2 separate regions of the Mus musculus genome follow, and region 2 is linked to region 1. A link is a contact called in public promoter capture Hi-C data. All regions are on one chromosome and are shown on one strand. The core of a region is the stretch at or near the end of the contact, and the rest is flanking DNA. Distances in the headings are between cores, read along the strand shown.

Region 1 (5,675 bases), core at 2,066-4,565:
TCCTTTTATTGGATATTTTCTTTATTTATTTACATTTCAAATGTTATCCCCTTTCCAGGTTTCCCCTTCAGAAATCCCCTATCCCATCCTCCCTCCCCCTGCCTCTATGAGGGTGCTCCTCCAACCACCCACCCACTACTATCTCTCAATCCTGGCATTCCCCTACACTGGGGCATTGAACTCCCTCAGGCCCAAGGGTTTCTCCACCTACAAGGCCATCCTCTGTCACATAAGTGGTCAGATGTCCCTCCATGTGTATTCTTTGGTTGGTGGTCCAGTCCCACTGAGCTCCAGTTGACATTGTTGCTCCTTCCATGGGGCTGGAAACTCCTCAGCTCCTTTAGTCCCTTCTCCAACTCCTTTATGGGCGACCCCCACACTCAGTCCAGTGGTTGGCTGCAAGCATCCACCTCTGTATTTGCCAGCCTCTGACAGAGCCTTTCAGGAGACAACCATATCAGGCAACCACAGTAGCATCTGGGTTTGGTAGCTGTATATGGGATGAATCCCCAGGTGGGGCAGTTTCTAGATGGTCTTTCCTTCAATCTCTGCTCCACATCTTGTCTCCATATTTCCTCCTGTGAGTATTTTGTTCCCCCTTCTAAGAATAACTGAAGCATCCATACTTCGATCTTCCTTCTTCTGTGAATTATATCTTAGATATTCCGAACTTTTGGGTTAATATCCACTTATCAGTGCAAAGATACCATTTTAGGTTAATTTATTTTTGTGTATATCTTGTATGCCATGGCACAGGTGTGCAGGTCAGAGGACACCTTGCTAGAGTGAATTCTCTGTATCCACCATGTGAGTTCTAGGGGTCAAGCTCATGTCTTCAGCTCTGGCAACAAGCACTCTTACTCACTGAGCCATCTAACTGGCCTAATGATATTCTTTTAAAAAATCATTGCATTATTATTGGTTACGGTACTAAGGCTAAAATGGCATTGGAAATGCTATTTGCGTTGTTTAATACTGAGTATTATCTTAATTTTTTTTGTGGAATCTAATCAACTATTGCACTTTACGTGTGTGTGTGTGTGTGTGTGTGTGTGTTTTAAGAAGATTAAAGAAAAATTGGCACCATCTGTTTAGCTGGGTCTGTCCAGTGGCTCTTGAGCAAAAGGGTCACTTACAGATCACTAAATAAAAATATCACTAGGAGTAAATTGACCTTTTCTTTTGGATTTTGAATGACTTGAGCAAGTCATGTTGTGTTTGAATGTCTGCAAAATGATGATTGATCCTGGTTTAATCACAGATATTTGGTTTGCTTTTTTCCATGATAAATTCTTAAAGAGACACAGAGAGACACTCAAGGAGAGAAGACGGAATTACTGTAGATGAGCTTTTCTGCTCTCTCCCGTGAGCTCTTTGTCCCCCATAACTCTCTCCGTGTGAGGCGCCGAGCATGTTGCTTGTGCTGTACCTGGTCTCATTCCTCCATGCCTCCTTTTTGTTCCTCGGTGTCAACCTGGGAAAGTGCTCCCTGTTGTATGTTAGAAGACACAGTGGTTTGAACAGGCTCCTTTCCTTTATCACCGTGATTTCCAGTATGTGCAGTTCCCTCTCGTGTAAAGTGTGCATGTAAACATACTGACTGATAGTCCTTTGAAGACTAGCACACTAACAAAGACCACAAGCAAGAAAGTGAGCTCAGCTTCAGGTGACTGGTCTTGGTCCCTTTGGGTTTGTTTTTTAGGTAGAGTCTTCCTGTGTCCCCTAGTCTGGCCCTTGAATTTAAGGCAATTCTCCTGCCTGCCTCAGTCTTTCAAGTGCTGGGACTACAGGCCTGACTTGCCACACACAGCTAATTGATGTGTACTGAATATCCACGTCTTTCCCATATAATCAGAACTTGGAGCACAGATTGTAGTGAAAGCCTCAGACAATCTTACTGCTTGTTTCTATATAGAAGGTTATTCTGCAGTTCATGTCTAGTAGCTGTGCATTTGTGCTGTATGTAATAATTACAAACCCTTTAATATCCCTTAGGCCAGATTGGTATCTTTGGGTCCCTATGCCTAAATTACTATGTTTAATCTGTCACTTGAAATGACTTGTATGTATTAGGTCTTCAAAAAGCCCCAACCTTTTTTGGTATGGGAACATCCTTCATAGTGGTTGATTAAAGGGGACGGAAGCTTTGGAGATTGAGTCTGGAGATAGCCAAGTCTGCTCTTGTCCTTCCCCTGTAACTCTTTTAGGTTTGGCATCCTTTCTATCTCTCGGCTGTGTGTCTTGCTTTAATATTGGGCTGTGACAAAACTGGTAACTGGGATCAGGTCAACTCCAGTGTGGATCCAAGTGTCTGTTTCACAGCATTTGTACTTGGGCGAGGTCTTTAGCCTCAATGTCTTCCAGGGCATGAAGATGCCTGTAACGAAGCAAGAGAATGTGTACATGAGAGTTATGTTGTTTATAATTTGGTTGCTCTTCCATTTTTCTTGGTGGAAGGCATAGGGGCGATAGCTGAAATAAACAGGGAAGGCAGGTATGTCTTTATGCTTGGGGATGTGAGATGGTTAAAGGGTGAAGATCCTCCACACAGAAGTTATGCCATCCCCTTAGCATTTCAGTTGCCTTTAGTAAGCTCCAGTTCGTCTTTAGTGGTGAACCAGGGAATCTTGGAACACTCTTAGTTTCTTTCTTTACAGGCATTTCAACATAAAAAACAAAGATATGAAGATATTCAAAGCAGAATTACATATGCACTTGAAGTCTTAAACTTGGGTTTCTGTCTCTTTCATGTTCTTACTGCGGTCTTCCTCCTTTGTTTCTCGTTTACTGTTTTAACGTCTGTCCTGTTTTTTGTCTATGTTCTGACACTTCCCTTTCTCTTTCCTCCCTAGCTTCCCTTGCTCAACCTCTTTTTCTGCAGATCCTTCTGAGAATGGGGCAAAGCAGTCAGGATTCAGGTAATCACCGTATAGGGGCCTCTCATGGTGGCCTAACTATCATGTAACTAGGCAGGTTCTGTTGCTAGACTTAGGGCTCATAGCCTGTGCCCCAGCCAACCAGGACTGGCTGCCTGTCCCCAGTAATCTAATTAAAGGAGTCAAATTAATAGTGAAAAGCAGAAAAGGGAGATTTGTTCATTGTGGTCACATTTGGAAGAGGGACAGAGAGATCCATTGACCCTTTCAAGTCTTTCTCCAGGATTTCTCCTGGATTCTTGACATGAGAGTAGGGTCTAAATAGAAGCAAGAAAAACATTTACTACATAATCTGGCAAGGTGTGGTTCCCTGCTTGCCTCTGCTCCCAGTCTCTCCTGCAGGGTGAGTCTATCTGGCAAGGTCTGTTCTTTAAGATGACTCTCTCTTGCAAGGTCTTTGACAATTTGAATATATTTCTCTTCGAGACAAGTTTCTCCTCTTGATGTAGTCAAGGCTTCAGCTGTTTCCCCTCCCACCAGTGTATTTCTGGGGAAGTTCTAATGTCTTGAGATTCATTCTTAGTAGTGTAATAGCCAACGAGGAAAGCTTAAGCCAGATGGGCAGACAACGTAATTACAGGGCTAAATCTATCCATTTCATTAGTGCTCTGAATGTTATTTCTTGTGGACCATAGTCACTCTGAATCTTTTAAATGGACTTATACTTTAGAATGATAATAGTTAACTTGTCTGCCCTCACTTCCCATTCACAAACTGGAGCACCACCACACCAGCTCTGTTTACTTACCGTGACCTCCACAGACAGACAGTTTGATTTGGGTAACTGTCACTTCCTTCTTTTGTCTTCCAGTAATTTGGACATTCCACACCCCAACCTCAATTCATCCTCTGGTCCTCCTCTCCTGTGTGGTCTGTGCAACACGACCTCTTAGGTTAGTTGATTCTTAGTCTCTCTTCCCATCTCAGAAAAACTCTTGGCTAGATAAGTCAGGCCCTGTCTTCAGAACCTTTGTCCACATTTTGCCTTTTATGTCTTGGCTTCTTGTCTTGGCTTCCTCAATGACAACTGAGCTTGAGACCCCTCCCCCCCAAATAAGCAATTTGCCTTTCTTCACGACTCACTACTTCATCCCATCTAAGGGCCTCTACAACAGTTGCCTCTTACCTTGGCGGAGGATGGCTGTACTTACAGTGAACTCCTTTGAGTACAGGTTTTGCATATTAATCACAAGCATACTGTACATAGAATTCCCCAAGTGACCTTGGGTTCTGAACTCACAACTTATCCCCTTGAAAATACCTCCAGTCCATGTGCTACCATGTAGGGGGGCTGAACAGGGTTTAGTTTGTCTAACAACTAAATTGAATTAGAAGGCAGGAAAAAGCTTAGACACAACAGACAGCAACAGGTAACAAACTTTATTAAAAATGAAACACAGACACACATATGCACACACACACACACACACACACACACACACATACACACACACACACACACACACATACACACGTATGCACTCACAGCAAAGCAGAGAGGAGACCTGGGGGCTAAAAATCTATTCTTCCTTAAAGGGCAGAGGTTTTAAGTGGTTGGGGTAGCCCAGAATGGATCCCTTCCCCTAACTTTGGGTTGATCAATGTGGACAAATTTAAATAGAAGCAGTAGTGATAGCACTGGCTTTGGAAGTATCTAACCAGCCTGGATTGGTCAGCTTCACGTAGGGCCCGGTTGGCTGGAGGAAAAGCTCACCATGACTTTGTTTCAGCTCAGGAGGGCGAGGAAAAAGCTAACATTGTCTTTTATCATCCTTGGCCCTTCCCTGATCTAATTGTCAGAGATCTGTCTCCTTCCTGCTCAGGCCTGCACAGATGAAAGATGACCTTCTAGTGTTGGTCTCTTTCAGTTAAATTGAGAGTCTTCAAGATGCACACGTTTTTTGTTTTTTCCAGAAACACATTCCATACCATGTGCTTCTGCATCTCAGAAGCCTCGGAGGCTCATTAGAGAAATCCAGGTGCCTGTAACATGCTCCCAGGTTGGGTCCTGAGCTTCTTTCTGCTCACTTTGTGCGTTGACAGGTTGTGGGACTGCAACCGTGTGCTTGTGTCCCTCCTGGGGTCATTGGTTATCCAGTGTGCTGCACAGCACTCTCCTCTAAGTGTTTTGTTTGCCTTCAAATTCTAGTTCAAACGCTCCTCTCTCATGAGCCCTTCTTTAATTCCTCGCTTTGAAATTAGTCTTTTCAAACCTCCAACCCTTTTCACACCTCTGTGGTTTGATAACCATGCCTCACGTAGCACCTCCTCCCACTCATTGTGGTTTGCATTCCATACTTGGGTGCAGCCTTAGAGATCAGCCTTGAGCCGAGCATGTACAGGATGACTGGCCTAGTGAGCATGTGAATCCAACTTGGGGCTTTTATTTCCCTCAGGAACTCATCTGGTGAGACACCCAGCTAGCCCAGGGTAGACCAGGGTGCTGGGATTGACCCTCTCTTCTTGCAAGGGTGATAAAATCCATTTACATAAAGACTTCTCCCCTTTTCCTCTCCAGGGGCCACTTCCTCACTGTTCACCAGTGGGGCTGATATCAGCCTCCTTGGAATTCTGTTTGCCCTCCTGCCGTTTGTGCAGAGCAGTGCAGGTTCTGGTCTTGCGGCTGCTTGTCTAGGTGTCAGGATGAGCTGTATCCATGCTTGCCATCAGGGAGCCACACACCAATGGCACAGCACCTGTCTTCTCTGCACTTTGACTTTCATATTTCCCTTTACCAGC
Region 2 (5,284 bases), core at 2,170-4,669, 470 kb after region 1:
GATAAGTGGATATTAGCCCAGAAATTTAGAATGCCCAAGATATAAGATATAATTTGCTAAATGCATGAAACTCAAGAAGACTGAAGACCAAAGTGTGGATACTTTTGCCCCTTCTTAGAATTGGGAACAAAACACCCATGGAAGTAGTTACAGAGGCAAAGTTTGGAGCTGAGACGAAAGGATGGACCATCTAGAGACTGCCATCTCTGGGGATGCTTCCCATAATCAGCTTCCAAACGCTGACACAATTGCATACACTAGCAAGATTTTGCTGAAAGGACCCAGATATGGCTGTCTCTTGTGAGACTATGCTGGGGCCTGGCAAACTCATAAGTGGATGCTCACAGTCAGCTATTGGATGGATCACAGGGCCCCCAATGGAGGAGCTAGAGAAAGTACCCAAGGAGCTGAAGGGATCTGCAATCCTATAGTTGGAATAACAATATGAACTAACTAATCCCCCCACCCCCCATGAGCTCCTGTCTCTAGCTGCATATGTATGAGGAGATGGCCTAGTAGGCCATCAGTGGAGAGAGAGTCACATTGGTCGTGCAAACTTTATATGCCTCAGTACAGGGGAATGCCAGGGCCAAGAAGTGGGAGTGGGTGGGTAGGGGAGTGGGTGGGGGAGCGTGTGGGGGGACTTTTGTGATAGCATTGGAAATGTAAATGAAATAAATACCCAAGTAAAAAAAAATACAAAAGAAACTTCTCCTTGCAGAAAAATCCCTTTCTCTTCTCCTTTCCTCAAGGAAAACAAGTTAAAGGTTTAACCAGATAAATATCAATGATGCTAGTGACTCTCTTAAGAGGCTGGAAAATGCCCACCTGTGTTTGTTTGAGCAGCAGATGGAATTGGCTTTGTACCTTCTAGAACATGCAAGTGATCCATTCAACCTCATTTTTAACCCAGGCATTTGGGAGTACATTGCCAGAATTAACTATCTTTACAAATACTAAGTCTGGGTCTAGAGAATTGCAACACTGGGCATCTTTCTCCAGTTCCCCAAATGATAGCACTCTTAGTTGTTTTCCCCAGAACAGGCACAAATTAATCCCAGCTGAGAGGCAGAGGCATTCTTAAAAATCCTGGAGGAATACTTTTCAAAACTCATGAGATCATCAGAATTTACTACAGTGACCAATACAAAATTTATAGAAACTGCCAGAGCATTTATTTTTATGAATAACAATCAACATTTACTATACAGTTTAATATTTTTAGTCATTTTGACAAAAATCCAACTTGAATTTCTTATTTTAATTTTTATAGTTTTTAAACTATATTGCTACATAATTATATTTGCTTATACATAGTTATATTTTTATTATAGTATATGTAATTATGAAAATATAAAATGATTTTATATTTTAAAAATTCAATTTGCCTATACAGTAGTAATTTGCATTGTGCCGTTTTTCAAGAAAATATGTTGTGTTGACTTCCTGATTCTTTTTCCTCAATCTCCTGGGCCTTTTTGTGCCCTTCTACCCATCACCCATATTTTTGTTGTTGTTGTTGCTCATGTCCTACAGCCCTACCTTTCCTTCACCAATATTCATTGTCTTAATTTAGAAAATAAATTCTCAGTTCAATTATTTGCTTACATAAATTAATCAAATGGAATATATGTGCAGGAATACAATGATCATATAATAAGTATGAATTGCAAAATTATATTGAAAAGTAATTATTCCATACCTGATTTCTGAAGGTTATATTTTTTTAACAGAGTATTTTAGCAACAATGTTTATTCAATATGATTTGCCTTTATTTATGTTTTTATTCAAGAGAATGCAGGTAGGTACATTGCAAATATTTATATGCAAACATATTTATATTTTATTGATATATAGATACATTCTATAATCTAATTTGCATATGTTGTATTCATCTCATAACTGAAAATGTGAACTTTTAAATATGAAAACTAAAAATATTGACTTTAAGAAGCAATTTAAAGAGAATATCTCTGTTTAGAGAGACCTAAAATCATCTATCTAGTAGATGTAATGAAATTATGTGATTTTTTTGTATACTATTTTTTGTATCATATTAGATAAAAAGTGAGGAAATCTGATGTGTAGAGCTCAGGTCAGCACTAATTTTTAATACTATACACAGAATGTCACAAATGTATAAGTTAGAGGGAAAACACTGATAATTTAATCAGAGAGTTTAATGTCTACTTGGGAAGGCATAAACTGGTAAGACATGATGGCTGTTATAAGATCTTAAACCATTAATGACAATTAGCCAAATAATTAACTTTAAGCAAATATATCACAGTAATTTTTAATAAAGTTGGTTACTGGGCCAGGGTACATGGTATGTCTCTGTACTGTGTATATAGATTATTATTTAAGTACAAATATTTAAAAACTTTTAAAGATTTAAAAAGTGATGGAGTATTCCACACACTTTGCCTAATACCCACTTATTAGTAAATGCATACCGTGTGTGGTCTTTTGTGACTGACTTACCGCACTCAGGATGATATTTTCCAAATCCATCCATTTGTCTGCAAATTTTATGAACTCACTGTTTTAATAACTGTGTAGCATTCCATTGTGTAAATGTACCACATTTTTTTTTGTATCTATTCATCTATTGAGGGACATCTGGGTTGTTTCCAGCTTCTGGCTATTATAAATAAGGCTGCTATGAACATAGTGGAGCATGTGTCCTTATTACATGTTGGAGCATCTTCTGGGTATATGCCCAGGAGTGATACAGCTGTCTCCTTTGAGGCTATGCCAGATCCTGACCAATACAGATGTGGAGATTCATAGCCAACCATCAGACTGAGCACAGGAACCCCAATGGAGGAGTTAGGACTGAAGGAGCTGAATGCCTTATCTGGCATCAACGGGAGGGGAGGCTCTTGGTACTGTGAAGGCTGGTGTCACAGTGTAGAGGAATTCTAGGGCAGTGGGGTGGGAGGAAGTAGGTGAGTGGGGGATACCCTCATAGAAGCTGGTTAAGAGGGGAATGGGATAGGGGGTTTGCAGAGGGAAAAACAGGAAAGGAGATAACATTTGATATGTAAATGTAAAAAGTGATGGAGTAGATTTAATGTGGGAATGATGGAGGCCATGGTAATTGCTCCCAGCCCCCAAATATGAAAAAACAAAATCATCAAAACAGCCACAAACCAAAAGAAAAAAAGCAGCAACGTGTAAAGTTCTGTTGAATGGAAAGTAATATGGTTTAAATTTGAGAGCAACACAGCTAGCAGCCCATGGAGAACGTTCCAGTTCCATGGGACAGAAGAGTCTGACCTGCTGCTTCTTTGTTTCACACAGTTGATGATTTCTCCTTAATAAACCTTAAATATTGAGCAGACTGTCATGCATCCTTGCTAGCTAGAATAAGAGTAAATCCCATGATACTCTTAGTGGTTTCCTGTTGCAAAGTAGGGCAGGGTTTTTTGTTTATCTTCTCTTGGGTTTCATGCCAGATGTAGAGTCCTCCACTGTTGTCCTCAGGAAACCTCATCAAGAGACCCAGGCTCCCACATTATCTTCTCTATTGCCAAGTTTACAAGAGAATATTAATACATGCACTAATGATGAAACACACAACAGTTCACAAGCGCTGTTTATGTGCCAAATGTTTTGATGCATTTAGTTCAGTCATAATATCACATATATTTTGCCATTGTTATAAAACCCAAGTATTTGTCTTTCCTCTGACTTCCCCAGTTGGGAATTAGAGCATACTGAAGTGATAATGTTGGATGCTTAGGTCTTGTGTTAGACATAGTGGTCCCCAGTTACTGCTGGAACAAACAGTGACACGAAACAACATATACTTATCTTATAGATATTTAGATTAGAGATCTGAACTAGGTCTTTCTGGGCTAAAGCAAGGTACTTACAAAGCTCTCTTGTTTTCAAGAGAATTGGTTATTGGTGTATGCTTCCCCTAGTTTTAGAATTTTGAGGCTCTCTGAATTGCTTATGGTCTCTTCACATCATCAAAGATTAAAATGGCTGGTTAGGCCTTCCTTTTTTTTTAATTGATTTAAAAATGTATTTACTTATTCATTTTCACTGTGTGTGTCTGATTATGTATGTAGACATGAGTGGGCCATGGCACATGCATGGATAAAGAGGGCAAATGTGTGAATTTCCTTCTGTCCTTCCACCTTTATGTGTGTTCCTGGGATTGAACACAAGTTGCCAGGTATGTGTAGGAAGTACTGTAAGAACTGAGACATCTTGTTTCCACAGACAGAAGTCTGTGACCTTTCTGTCTCTGTCATTTTTTTTGGGAACACTGATGAATACAATAAAAAAGCTGGAATATTCCTAGAATAATTTTCCAATTTTATATTGAATGTTTAACTATGAGCCAGAACTGTAGATTAGTAATGCCAAATTTATTCAGGTCATGCTTAAAATAGTCAATTATATTGCCTTAAACAAGTTAAGCTCCATTCACCATGAATTATGTTAGTAAAAAGCTTTGGTTGTCATGTGACATATAAAATATGTTTTCATTAATGAATCCTATTATAAATACATTATAAATCCTATTAAAATTTAGTGTGCTAGCCTTTCATATATATGTTTCCATTTTTCATTTTAGTTATTTATTTTTATTTTAAGGCAAGGTCTCACTATGTAGCTCAAGCTGGCCTCTGACTCACTATGTGTCCTTGGCTTGGAATGAAATCATGACCTTCTTGCCTGAGCTTCCTACATGCTGGGATTATAAGTATATATCATCATGCATGACTTTTTTCATGTTTTTAAAACAATTGAGGCAGAAAAGAACATAAAATAGCAATCTATAACTCCATTGGGCTTGGACTACTTACACATAACTCCTCTACCAGTGCTCTTGAAAACTTAGAACACTTATCTGCATGTTCTATACACATATACCCTTTCCTTATCAATGCACATAGACACCTAAAACCCTCACCTATATCACACTGCATGTACTGCTTTAAACACTGTAAATACATTATTTCTTTTCACAGCCCCTTGATTTCCAACTTCTATTCAAATATATCCTGATACACATTTTGAAATCAAGGGTGATGGGCCCATCTAGCATAAACTACCTTCAGGTGTATGCACAATTAGAAAAGTAGGTCTTCTAGATTTCTTTTTTCTTTTTCTTGTTTTTTTTTTTTAGGTATTTTCTTCATTTACATTTCAAATGATATCCCTAAAGTCCCCTATACCCTCCCCCTGCCCTGCTTCCCAACCCACCCACTCCCACTCCTTGGCCCTGGCATTCCTCTGTACTGGGGCATATAATCTTTGCAA

What was found. Promoter capture Hi-C pulls out the DNA fragments that hold promoters and counts their contacts.
Region 2: a contact with region 1 is called in a promoter capture Hi-C map of 3T3-L1-derived adipocytes, with 3 times the contacts expected there. The contact joins two enhancer-like sites. A contact is called at or near these places in 3 of 39 promoter capture datasets (3T3-L1-derived adipocytes, the C10 cell line and pre-B cells) and 1 of 115 datasets of contacts at active chromatin or transcription factors (large pre-B cells).

What each region holds. Positions count from the first base shown.
Region 1 is chr3:59,198,781-59,204,455 of GRCm38.p6, forward strand. All of the region lies in intron 15 of Med12l (mediator complex subunit 12-like), which reads left to right. Among named protein-coding and RNA genes, the nearest start is that of Gpr87, 6.5 kb to the left of the region's middle. Within about 2 kb of position 3,316, at least 35 of the 459 cell types and tissues checked have an H3K27ac peak or open chromatin away from gene starts, as enhancers often do.
Region 2 is chr3:59,672,747-59,678,030 of GRCm38.p6, forward strand. No RefSeq gene overlaps it. Among named protein-coding and RNA genes, the nearest start is that of Gm5709, 40 kb to the left of the region's middle. Within about 2 kb of position 3,420, at least 10 of the 459 cell types and tissues checked have an H3K27ac peak or open chromatin away from gene starts, as enhancers often do.